Regions from separate parts of the Mus musculus genome. Here regions 1, 2 and 4 are each linked to region 3. The links are chromatin contacts, called in public HiChIP or PLAC-seq and promoter capture Hi-C maps. All regions are on one chromosome and are shown on one strand. The core of a region is the stretch at or near the end of the contact, and the rest is flanking DNA. Distances in the headings are between cores, read along the strand shown.

What was found. HiChIP or PLAC-seq counts read pairs in DNA pulled down with a chosen protein or histone mark. Capture Hi-C pulls out chosen DNA fragments and counts their contacts.
Region 1: a contact with region 3 is called in an H3K27ac HiChIP or PLAC-seq map of embryonic stem cells, with 3 times the contacts expected there. The contact joins the promoter of Rnf138rt1 here to the promoter of Siah1b in region 3. A contact is called at or near these places in 1 of 39 promoter capture datasets (stem cell-derived epiblast-like cells), 2 of 484 Hi-C or Micro-C datasets (both in embryonic stem cells), 1 of 115 datasets of contacts at active chromatin or transcription factors (embryonic stem cells) and 1 of 9 other capture datasets (liver).
Region 2: a contact with region 3 is called in a promoter capture Hi-C map of adipose tissue. The contact joins the promoter of Vegfd here to the promoter of Siah1b in region 3. A contact is called at or near these places in 11 of 39 promoter capture datasets (the 3T3-L1 cell line, 3T3-L1-derived adipocytes, the C10 cell line and 6 more), 4 of 484 Hi-C or Micro-C datasets (beige adipocytes, embryonic stem cells, nephron progenitors and 1 more), 7 of 115 datasets of contacts at active chromatin or transcription factors (cardiomyocytes, embryonic stem cells, extraembryonic endoderm stem cells and 2 more) and 2 of 9 other capture datasets (adipose tissue and liver).
Region 4: an H3K27ac HiChIP or PLAC-seq map of the NIH/3T3 cell line shows a contact between it and region 3, with 3 times the contacts expected there. The contact joins the enhancer-like site here to the promoter of Siah1b in region 3. A contact is called at or near these places in 9 of 39 promoter capture datasets (the 3T3-L1 cell line, the C10 cell line, cranial neural crest and 5 more), 22 of 484 Hi-C or Micro-C datasets (the C2C12 cell line, the G1E-ER4 cell line, the HL-1 cell line and 14 more), 21 of 115 datasets of contacts at active chromatin or transcription factors (the NIH/3T3 cell line, T-cell acute lymphoblastic leukemia, cardiomyocytes and 9 more) and 3 of 9 other capture datasets (adipose tissue, liver and macrophages).

The regions. Positions count from the first base shown.
Region 1 is chrX:163,759,985-163,762,684 of GRCm38.p6, reverse strand. It overlaps Rnf138rt1 (ring finger protein 138, retrogene 1), which reads left to right and starts at 1,353. Exons shown (of 1, transcript NM_028842.3): 1 at 1,353-2,546. The coding sequence starts at 1,702. The coding sequence ends at 2,448.
Region 2 is chrX:164,372,134-164,374,833 of GRCm38.p6, reverse strand. Vegfd (vascular endothelial growth factor D) reads right to left here and starts at 1,312. Exons shown (of 7, transcript NM_010216.2): 1 at 915-1,312. The coding sequence starts at 1,004. Pir (pirin) reads right to left here. Exons shown (of 10, transcript NM_027153.3): 10 at 1,821-2,381. The coding sequence ends at 2,269.
Region 3 is chrX:164,075,074-164,077,773 of GRCm38.p6, reverse strand. Siah1b (siah E3 ubiquitin protein ligase 1B) reads left to right here and starts at 1,281. Exons shown (of 4, transcript NM_001308385.1): 1 at 1,281-1,587; 2 at 2,105-2,196.
Region 4 is chrX:164,392,979-164,395,678 of GRCm38.p6, reverse strand. It overlaps Vegfd (vascular endothelial growth factor D), which reads right to left. Exons shown (of 7, transcript NM_010216.2): 4 at 1,098-1,246. Among named protein-coding and RNA genes, the nearest start is that of Vegfd, 21 kb to the right of the region's middle. Within about 2 kb of position 1,373, at least 19 of the 459 cell types and tissues checked have an H3K27ac peak or open chromatin away from gene starts, as enhancers often do. A contact at or near this core is called in the C2C12 cell line, the HL-1 cell line, the NIH/3T3 cell line and 2 more, where this site is marked.

The sequences.
Region 1 (2,700 bases), core at 104-2,603, 320 kb after region 3:
TCCATATGTATGTCATAAATCCATAGACGCCTGGAATACAGTTTAGAAATATTATGGGCCAATTATTTTAGACATCCTACAGGAAGTGGGTAAGTTGTGAAATCTATGTACAGCACACTGGGTAGCTGGTTAATAAGACACTGTTTGCTAGGAAACAGTTCCATGGAGAACACGTTTGGGATACCATCTCACTTGATATTTTCAGAAGTCTATGAACAATTTCAATTGCAGCCCACGGTGCCATTTTACAGATGAGCAATCAGAGGCTCTTGGTGTGCCTTTTGTATTTCAACACTTCTCCCCCCCCCCCGTGTGTGTGTTTGTGTTCACCTTTTGGATTTAGCATACCTGAGCACCCTCAGGGGAGTGCCCAGGGAAGGACAGGCAGCAATGATGAAGGTAAAAGCTACATTTTTAGCTAAGTCTTGGGTGAGAATTTTTTAAGTGAATAAAAATAAAGTCTCTCGAAGATATGCACTATCACTGTCAGTGGCTCTGGGTGACAAGGGACACTGAGTAGAAACTCAGAAGTGCATGGTGATGGCGAAGGGTCAGGCTCTTGCTCTTGTCGGAACATCTAGGACATCACTAATTTGTTGGGTGATATGAGAGAAAATATTTCATCTGCCTGGACCTCAGAGTAGATAATTTCTCAAGCTCATATACAGTTAACATCACACAATTTCTTGCTTGGCTTTGTAGAACAGATGGGAAAAATCCTAAAGCAGGGGTCTGGTAAGAGGTCAGCTATTTAGCTTGTAGATTTCTGCTTTGGATCTATGGGCCTCACCTGTCTAGTTTAAGGACTGAGAGGTTTCTCAGTTCTCATTAATGAAAGGAGAGGACTGACAAGCTGAATTAGTGAATTTTAGGAATTTTAAATGATGCACGCTGAAGAGTAAAGAAACGTGGTATATACAGGAGAGCCAATATACTGTTACACACAGTAGCCTGATAGCAGTGGTCCACATAGAATGATCACTTAGGTACCTGGAGGACTTTATGAAGACGTAGGGATTAAATCCAGCGGCTTGCGCTTGCAATCGAATCACCAAGCTGTGCTGGCGGATCTCTTTGTACTCTTCCCAGACAGGGGCTCCCTAAATCTCTCAGTCTGGGTTTGAACTCGCGATCATACTGCCTCAGCACCCCTTAATGGCTAGGATTACAAGCCTGCGCCACTAGGCCCAGCTGGATTTAAAAACAAAAACAGAAAACAAACAAACAAAAAAAAACTTGGTAAAGTAAGCGGACCTGGCAGCTTACGTCACAACCAGCTGAAGGCGCGACGCGCTGGTTGCTATGGAGGCCGTCCTATTGACCCCGCCTCCGGCTCTCCTGTGGCTATCCACTCTGCAGTGACCAACCAGCCTGGCAGGCAGCAGTTACCTCTCAACTGATGGCTGAATAGGAGGTATCTCCATCACCATGAGCTTCGGGTCTGGCGGGTTCTGAGGCTCATAAGAACAGAGCATCACCCGTCATTCGCTGGAGATCCAGTGGTCTGAAGCTCACTCAACTGCTGGACAGAAAGGCGCTGAAATCGGACTGCAGCAGGGGACCACCTGTCTGCGGATCTGCCGCGGAGAGAGCTTGACCCAAAGCGCTGCTTGGAGAGGATCCGGAGGGGAGCTCTGAGCCGCCACCGCCACCTTGGCAGCCGCGAGCCGCCATCGCCTTGGGCTTCTACCGGTCGCCACTATGGCCGAGGAAGAATCTGCCTCCACCACGTCTTATACTGAAGATGATTTCTACTGTCCGATATGCCAAGAAGTCTTCAAAACGCCAGTTCGGGTCGCGGCCTGTAAGCATGTTTTCTGCAGAAAATGTTTCCTGAGTGCAATGAAGGAGAGCCGGCTCCACTGCCCCCTGTGCCGTGGAAATGTGACTAGAAGAGAAAGAGCTTGTCCAGTGAGGGCTGTAGACCTCGAAACCATCATGAGACATTTTCCTGGTAATTGCCGATGCTGTTCCCAGCGCGTTGAACTCTATCGTATGAGGCAGCACTACAAAACTTGCGAAAAGTACCAGGATGAATTTGGAGTTTCTACATCTGTTTCAAGCTTCCAACAGTCTCCAAACTCCGTGGGCAACAGTAACAACGAGGCACCGGCCTCAGCGAATGCTGAGGTTTTACAAGAAGAGGAAGAGAACGCAAGCCCACCTGATGAGCCCACCTTCGATTGTCCTCTGTGTGAAGAAGTAACCATGAGCAGGCAACGTTTGCTGGATCATTGCAACAGCAGCCACCGAGGTCGTGTCGTTTCAGTCACTTGCCCAATTTGCCTATCTCTTCCATGGGGCGACCCGCCTCAACTCACCAGAAATTTTGTTAGTCACCTTAATCAGAGGCATCAGTTTGATTACGGAGATTTCGTGAATCTTCAGCTGGATGAGGAAACCCAATTTCAGATCGCCATTGAAGAGTCCTTCCACGTCAACATCTAGAGGGACTGTACTCATTTCTACAATTGTTCCTAAGGGACAATTTACATTAAAACATCCCTTCAATAACTTGATGTTTTAAATAAAAGTGATCAGTCTGACCTTTTAGTTTTTCTTTCATTACAAATCGAAATTATGTTAAAACTTAGTCCCTTGGACAAGAGGATCAGGGAGGGGGAAGGAAGAGGACAGAAGAGGAGTGGGGAGGGATGGGAGAGAAGAAAAGAGGGTGGGGATCAGGAATGGGGAGGAGCA
Region 2 (2,700 bases), core at 63-2,562, 300 kb before region 3:
TGTCAAAGAGTTCACATCGTCATGAACTAATTTTCCCCTCTGGGGGGCGATATGCTCCCCCGTATGGAAAATTCAAGCCATAAAACTCAAGCCCACATCTGATTTCTATCTGCTCATAGCCAGAGATTTCTAAATCAGTCATGATTTAGTAGCACTCCAGTCAAAACAATTGCATCCGGGTCCTTTTCAAAAATAAAAAGGCTTGAAAGATACAAAATATGAAACGAAAATGTTATTCTAGCAGTCAGTAATCCCATTGTTCATCCTTTTTGCATGGTTCTCAATGTCTTGGGCTGTCCTTGATGCCTGCTCATAGAACCAAAGATCTGCTGACTACTTTATCTTAGACACATTTCTCTAAAGCAGAAACAGGAAAACAAAAACAAACCCCAAGAAAACTTGTCTTTCCTGAATGGTAGCAATTGGTAATTGGTAATAAGCAAAACCAGACAGAAAACATCCACACACACACACACACACACACACACACACACACACAAAAACCACTGTGATTTTCAATTTACAGAAGAAATTACTCAACCTGGCTGCTCACAAAAACCTACAAACCAAGGGCCCACAAAATTGTGTGTGTCACAGAGGCAAATCACAGCTTCAACAGAAAACCACTGTGCCATCTGCAAGCACAACTGGGAGCAAACTGGTTCCGTGTCAAAGATTTCCAGAATGCTCATGTTCTGTCCCCATTCCAAACACACACACACACACACACACACACACACACACACACACACACTTTCAAACATTCATGGTAAGAAACTTATTAAGCCCCCAAAGTAAAGCATTAATACACACAGGCTAAGAATAGGCAGGGCTTTTAGACTGCTTCAAAACCAGCGAGGGCAAAGGACTTTTTCTGTGAAAGCCAATAAAGAGAAATATTCAAGCTCACCTACCTTCACTGGTCCATGTTCGCTCCTGAAGCCCTGCACCAAGTACACATGGAACATCATGAGGATATTCCCCATTCCCCATTCTCCATACATTTTGAATATTTTAAATGTCTACCGATGACTAAGCAGTTGTTTCCAGGCAGCTACTGAAAAGTGTTGCAAAAGGCATTCTCCAGAAGCAAAGTTTGAAGCCCCAAACTTTACATGGAAAAAAACAATCACATGATCAGTTGTAATTAAAATCCAATGAAATGACTTGAGTAAGTCAAGGGACTCCCTCACTGCCTCACACACAATCTTAGTATGGGAGAAAGCAATGAAAAATATTTCAAAGTTTCCCGCTGCAAAAATAATCAGGAGGTGGTCATATCTTCCACTTGAAACTAGAAATCACTCTACAGACATTTCTTATCCAGAAAGTTGAAGATAAAAAAAAAAACCCCACCCTACGCTCAAGGTTCTAGCTGCTTTATAAGGAGGTGGTATGACCACAAACACTTGCAGTTACAGCAGGCTAAAACCCAACTATGGATTCAAACTTTTTCACAACCTTCAAGAGAGCTTGCAGGAGCATATGTCTTAAATCTGACAGAGTTTGGCAGAAAACGCTGGGAAGTCTTGGCTGGAATCCTGCTGTGTTCCTAGCAAGAGCAGGGCAGTTTTAAAAGCTGACTCACATGGGCAGGACTGCTGTGTTTTTTTTTTTAAGCACGTTGCCTGTAACATGAAACCCAGAACACAGTTCTGATGGCCAGGATGGCAGATGGGCTTCAGTAGAGGGACTTTAGATGCTCAGATATCTGCTGTCAGCAGCACAGAAAGCAGCAGCAACAAAAAACATGCTTCAAGAAACCCCAAAGGGCAGAGAATAAAAAGGCATCTATCTACTCCCATATAAAAAAGCACATGTAAATAGCAATTAATTTTTATAGGTGCTTAATAATTTCTACCAAATGAAGAACATTGATTTTTTAAAAGCAACAAGTAAAATTATTTGCATGTATCAGGAAATATTTTACATATGTTACTGCCATTTTTTTATTGTTTGTAGTTTTCCTTTTTAAATTAAACATATTCTTTGACAATTTCAAACATGAATATAATGCATTCTGAAGATTCATTACAAAAAAACATCTTTTTAATGTGGAATTCTATTTTTTATTTTTCCATTTTCAAGACAGATGGGCTTGGAAATCGGAGATACCCAATGTCTCTGACTCCTAGAGTGCTGGGATTAAAGGACTCTGCATCACTAAGCCCAGCTTAATGTGGCTTCAGAAGCACCAGCTAAACTAGCCTTGGAAATTTAATATACCGAATGGCCAGTCCATCCAAGTGGCAGCGTCTCAGCTCTTCATTAGTTTCCAATCTTTGACTTCCAGGTTCTGGCCCCCTCAAAACCATTTTTTGCATTTCTGAAATCAAGAATGGCCTGAGAAATTTCCTCATTGGTATTCATCACAAATGGACCTAGGGCAGAAAGAGACATTCACAAAGTTCTGGGTGATGACATGTTCCTCTATCACTATAATTGTTATGTATTCCTATAGCTCCTCAGTTAAAACAAAATCTAGGCATAGCTGGGCATCAATAGCCCATTTTCACACTGTTCAGTCATACGGAACTAGTTAGCATTTGTGTTTTGTGGCTAGGACTATATACAATTATATGTTATCATTCAGACCAGACTTAGATAAACAGGATTGAGTCTCACTGTCTACTGAAGGTTCCTCACAAGCAATGACAATCCCTTTTTCCAGCACATTCTGTAGTTGTTATTTTGTAGATC
Region 3 (2,700 bases), core at 32-2,531:
CAAATGAAAAGGCGATATTGTCAGTGAATATTTGTTGAGAATTTGATTGTGTGAGGGCTGTAGTAACTACTATGGAAATGGCCAGTGGTTTCATGCTCCCAGCTACTCCTGCCGATTGGATCAACACACCAGCTCTTACCAAGCACTGGTTCCACCTATCCAGTCTCTTATCACATCTTTTTTTATTTATTTATCTTGTCCTTGAAGCAAAGAACTTCAAGATTCTTTCAGGCTTCTTGTACTTTCAGAATATAGTCACAGATTTTGAATGTAGGAACAAAGAGCGAATGGAACGGTTTTTTTCCTCCCTGTGTGCCCATTCAGAGTTTTTTGGGTTAGCATTGTCTCTGTGGGAGCCAAATTATAAGAGTAATGTCGGAGTATGGGGTAGGGGTGGAGGGCTTCAAAGCAGAGATGAAAGTGTGGTGCAGTCTAGAGAGCTTCATAGTATGAGGGAGAGCTGGTGCCTAGAAAAAGTCATAAGAACTAGAAGGGCAGTGTGCTTCCTCCACGTACCTGTCTAAAATTTAAAGCCTGCTGAGTGAGAGGCTGGAAGAAACACTGGGTTGGCTCCCCAGGTCTCATTAAAAGGGCACGAAAAAGCCGGGCATGGTGGCGCACACCTTTAATCCCAGCACTTGGGAGGCAGAGGCAGGCAGATTTCTGAGTTCGAGGCCCAGCCTGGTCTACAAAGTGAGTTCCAGGATAGCCAGGGCTACACAGAGAGACCCTGTCTCGAAAAACCAAAAAAAAAAAAAAAAAAAAAAAAAAGGCACGAAAAGGAATTGCGAGGTTTCAGTTCCACCACTGAACCCCACCACTGGGCAAGCAGTTTTGTTTCCCATCGGTTTCTGCTCATAAATTACCACTGGCAGAAACACGAAAAAATAAAAGTGTCATTACTTTACTTTTTATTTATTTATTTATTTAGCATCTAGAATTTGGACTGTTTTCAAGAGGGACTTTGGGGTATCCTTTTTCAAGAGAGACACTCGATCTGGCGAGAGAGGGGCGGCCAAGGTGAAGGCCACGGTAGGTGATTAGGGAACCTCTGAGGTGTCTTAGACTTAAAGCAGTAAAATATGCTTGCAGGGGAAAAGAGGTCTCTTTGAGAGGCGGGCTCATAGCTTGCTCTCAAGCCAAGCTCTGATAGGCCAATAAGAAAGTCTAACGAAAGAGGGGACGTGACGTGACGTGACCCAGCCAGGCTTCGGCACCATGGTAACGGCATCACCCATAAGAAGGAGCTAGTGGTACAGCCCGGAGGAAAAGGCGTGGTCTAAGCGACGGATGGAGGCGGGCTGGTGACATGGGCGGAGCGCGAAAATCGGCCTGTGGTCTTAGGCGCAAGGGTGATCGCATGCCGCTGTTCGAGATCAAAGGCCTGGGCAAGTCACTTGTGGCTGTTCTCAGGGTCTCCTCAGCGGTCTCCCTGTAGAGCTGCGGTCGAAAGCCGGAGCCGGAGCCGGAGCGAGCCAGAGCCGGATTGAGCCGGAACCGGAGCTACCGGAGGGCGGGACTTCCGGTTTCTGGGCCCAAGACAGAGGGCGGGTCAGGAGTCAAGGTCTCGCGAGGCTGCGGCGTGAGGTAAGGGGGCGTAAGCAAGCTCCTCATAGGCTGGCAGCCTCGTGCCGGGAGCCCGCGCGGAGGTTGAATTCGGTAAGGATGGGCGACTGTGTGTGACCGCGGCCGCGGGGTCGCAGGGCCTGTCTGTGGGGACAAGGACTACCCCTTTGGCCTTTACACGCACTGTCTTGAGGTACCTTGGTCCGGGGAGACCCGAAAGATGTAGGTCCGAGAGTATAACGGAGGGGCTACTCGAGCTTCCCCCAGGAACCGGCTTCCCAGGGCGCTCTCGTCAGTACAGGGTCACTAACTAACCCCTGGGGATTGGATCCGGTTTGGAGATGGGGCGACTGCATTTCTAGACACCGAGGCTGAAGACGCTGGAACTCATCCGGATTGGGGGGGGGGGGGACGGATAACGCCACCCTCCAGGGTGGGCATTGGTAGCACAGTAGTGTCGGGAACACAAGTCTGACCCGTCTCCACTTCTCAAGTTCTTAACATCTTTTTTTTTTTTTTCTTTTGTGCCCTACTCCAGATCGAGAGACCAGGAACTTCAAAATAGTGCCTGGGATCCGGATGACAGCAGGCATTAAGGGCTGGCTACTGGACTGAAGCTGCTGGAAACTTGTAAGTATAACTCCACCTCGTTTGTCTTTTCCTGAAAAAGCTTGAGAAATAATTTGAATGTGTACACCTTAGTTTGAATAATCTCTTCTGAAAACCACGGTTGCTTTTTCTCCTGCTTTCTGGACTGTAAGTCTGCCAATCTCCCCTTTGCTATCCAAAAGTTTGGTTGGCATGTGTGTGCCCGAAGAACTGTGAGCATGACTAGTATGCACAACAAAGCTTTTCTTTTTGAAACTTTAAGCATGCTGAAGTTATGCAGAAACGGAGAGAGAGTTGCAACCAGTGTCAACTATCTCAGAGTCTAGTGTGGCCTGTTTGAGGTCGTCTTTTTTTGATAAGGCAGGTCTCTATACTTCTGTTTATTTCTGTGGATCTCAACCTGTCCAGAGGTTAGATTTTTAACATTTTCAAGCAGTTCAGGGTTAATTCTAGCTGGATGGTGTGTAAGTGTGTGCCTTGCTGTGAACATGGAAAATGGAGTGAATTAGAAGATGGTTTTTCTCA
Region 4 (2,700 bases), core at 124-2,623, 320 kb before region 3:
GTTCAGCAGCTCAGAATGAGTACTGTTCTTCCACGGGGCCGAGTTCAGTTCTCAACACCCATGTGGATCGGCTCACAACCACCTAGAATCCCTCCTCTAAACGATCCAGCACTTTCTCCTGGACTCCAATGGCACATGCACAGATGTGCAGACCCACACACATGCATACATAGACACAAACAAACAAAAGAAAATATGGAGCTTACTTTATATTTAGAAATGACATCTTATGACATAATAATTCTATAGTTATAAATATTCTATTAGGGAAACTTTAGAGACTAAACTTGGATTTATGAGAGTCACTGTTTGCACAGGAGTGAGGGGAGACATGGTAGCTATGAGGCTGGAGCAGTTTTACAATGCATTCGGCCACTCATTCTAAGAACAAAGGTGTTGGGCCAATGTGGCAGCACATCTTAAATCCCAGCACTCAGGAAGCACAGGCAGAGTTCAAGGGCAGCCTGGTCTACAGAGTGAGTTTCAGTTCAGCCAGGGATACAAAGTGAGATCCTGTCTCAAAAATATCAAAATAAAAAACAAACATACAAAAAAAAACCCACAGTAAAACCCTGAAGGTGTCTGAATCCAAACATGCTGTGTTCATGATCCTCAAGGTTTTGGGTCCTACTGTAATATAGATATAGCACCTAGTAAAAAAATAATGTGTTTGTCAAATACTATGAATAGATCTGGTTTTAAAGTCAGAAGATGAAAAAATTTAATGAAGAGAATGTAATTTTTGCAATTACAATGCAATTGCAACTTATATTTTTTCTATTTGTGTCTTCAACATTTTGATTAGTGTATATTGTAAAAAAATAATGGTTTTCACCATACCATATTCATGCATGCATAAAATATACTTCACCTGCACTTTTCTCCTCTCTTTTCCTCTCTGCCTCCTCCTCTTCATCTGCTTCCTTTCCCTAAAAACCCCCCTTCTACTTTCATGTCTTTTTGTTTTTTAATGCTCCATAAAACAGAAAATGTGCAACACATGTCTTTCTGAGGATGCCTGTATAATGGGTAAAGGAATGTACATGCAGTTTTGTCAAAAGCAAGAACAGACATTATCAAGTCCAGGAAATGCTTACTCATCTTCTTCTGGGGTCTGAATGGATCTTCTGATAATTGAGTAAGGATGGCGGGGGCCCGTGGGCAAGCACTTACAACCCGTATGGTTGGCAATTTTAACAGGCACTAACTCGGGCACTGATGTCAGAGGCACTGATATCTCAAAGAGCTGCAGCAAAGAAAGAGAACCATGATGTAAATTTTATTGTATACTTTTCTCAGTTTCCACCATCTGCATTTTTGCCCTTATCCTTTATGGTAATGACTTCAGCAAAGTTATTCATGAGCAATAGAGTTAGTCATTGTAAGTAAGCGGTTTGGAATGCCGGGAGTCAGGAGACAGGGGGCCTTATCCAGCTTGCTCTCCTAAGTGTTTTCCTAATCTGTTCTTTTCACTATCATTCAAGTTCTTTAAAAATCCCTGCTCTCTGCTCTTGTTTTTAAAATTGAATATAAATTGTAAGTATAAACAAAATAAAATCTTTGGTGGTTCTTTGGGACGTGGGTGGATTTGATTGTTATTTAAACTACTTACTCATCCCTTCCCAAACCATTTCTATTGATGACAGACAATTTCCTACCTCCTGGCATTGAGCTTGGCCATAAAACTTGTTTTGGCCAATAAGATGATAGCTGACACCACATAGTACAAATTGGGACTGTGCATGCCTTGTGAGATTTATTATGTCTTGCTTATGGTATAGCCATGAAATGGATATAGCCTGTAAGCTACGCTAGTCCAAGGGAGGACATACAAAGCAGGTTGGACTCACATAGCACCTTGGAGAATTTTGAACCTCAGATACACAAGAGAGAATAAATTAAAGCCCCTGAGTTTTAGGGCATTTGCTATAAAAGTATTGTGTAGCTAAATTGGGACCATATCCAGACAGATAATTATAGCTAGTATGCTTATTTCTATGTTCCTATACACCTGCTCTTTTGTACATACTTGATGATTAATTTATTTATCACTTGTAAAAATCATTATATTTGGGGCCCTGGAGAGATGGTTCAGTAGTTAAAAGCACTTGCTGCTCCTGCAGAAGACCCTGTTTTAGTTCCCAGCACCCATATCAAGTGGCTTACAACACAGGTAACTTCAGCTCCAGGAGATCTGGTGCCATCTTCTGGCTGTCACAGGCACTGAATTCATGTAGCAGACACAGATATAAATAAAAATTAAAAAATAATAATTTAAAAAGCATTATATTTATTCATGATCCCTTACATGACAGATAAAGAGATGCCCAAAGAGCACACACAAGTTTCAAGAAGTGTAGATGAACTTGAGCTTGACTCTGAGACATTGGCCACTCAATCATCATTCCATGCAGTTCCATTTACTTTGGTTCTAATAGGTAGTTGATCACATGATCTGTACCTTTAAGGTAGAAAGTGCCAAACTGCACACACATGGCTATTTGGAACAAACAAAAATCCCTGCTGTGCACTTACATTTGAATAAATTCATTCATATGAATCATTTGTTGAGTGCCTCAGCCAAAACAAAGCAATCAACTATCTACTAAGTGGAAACAATTCATTCAGGTTGTGTTTATTTGGATCTTTCATCGTGTCATGAAAACAAGAACAAGTAAGGGTGTTTTTCAGCATAAATTT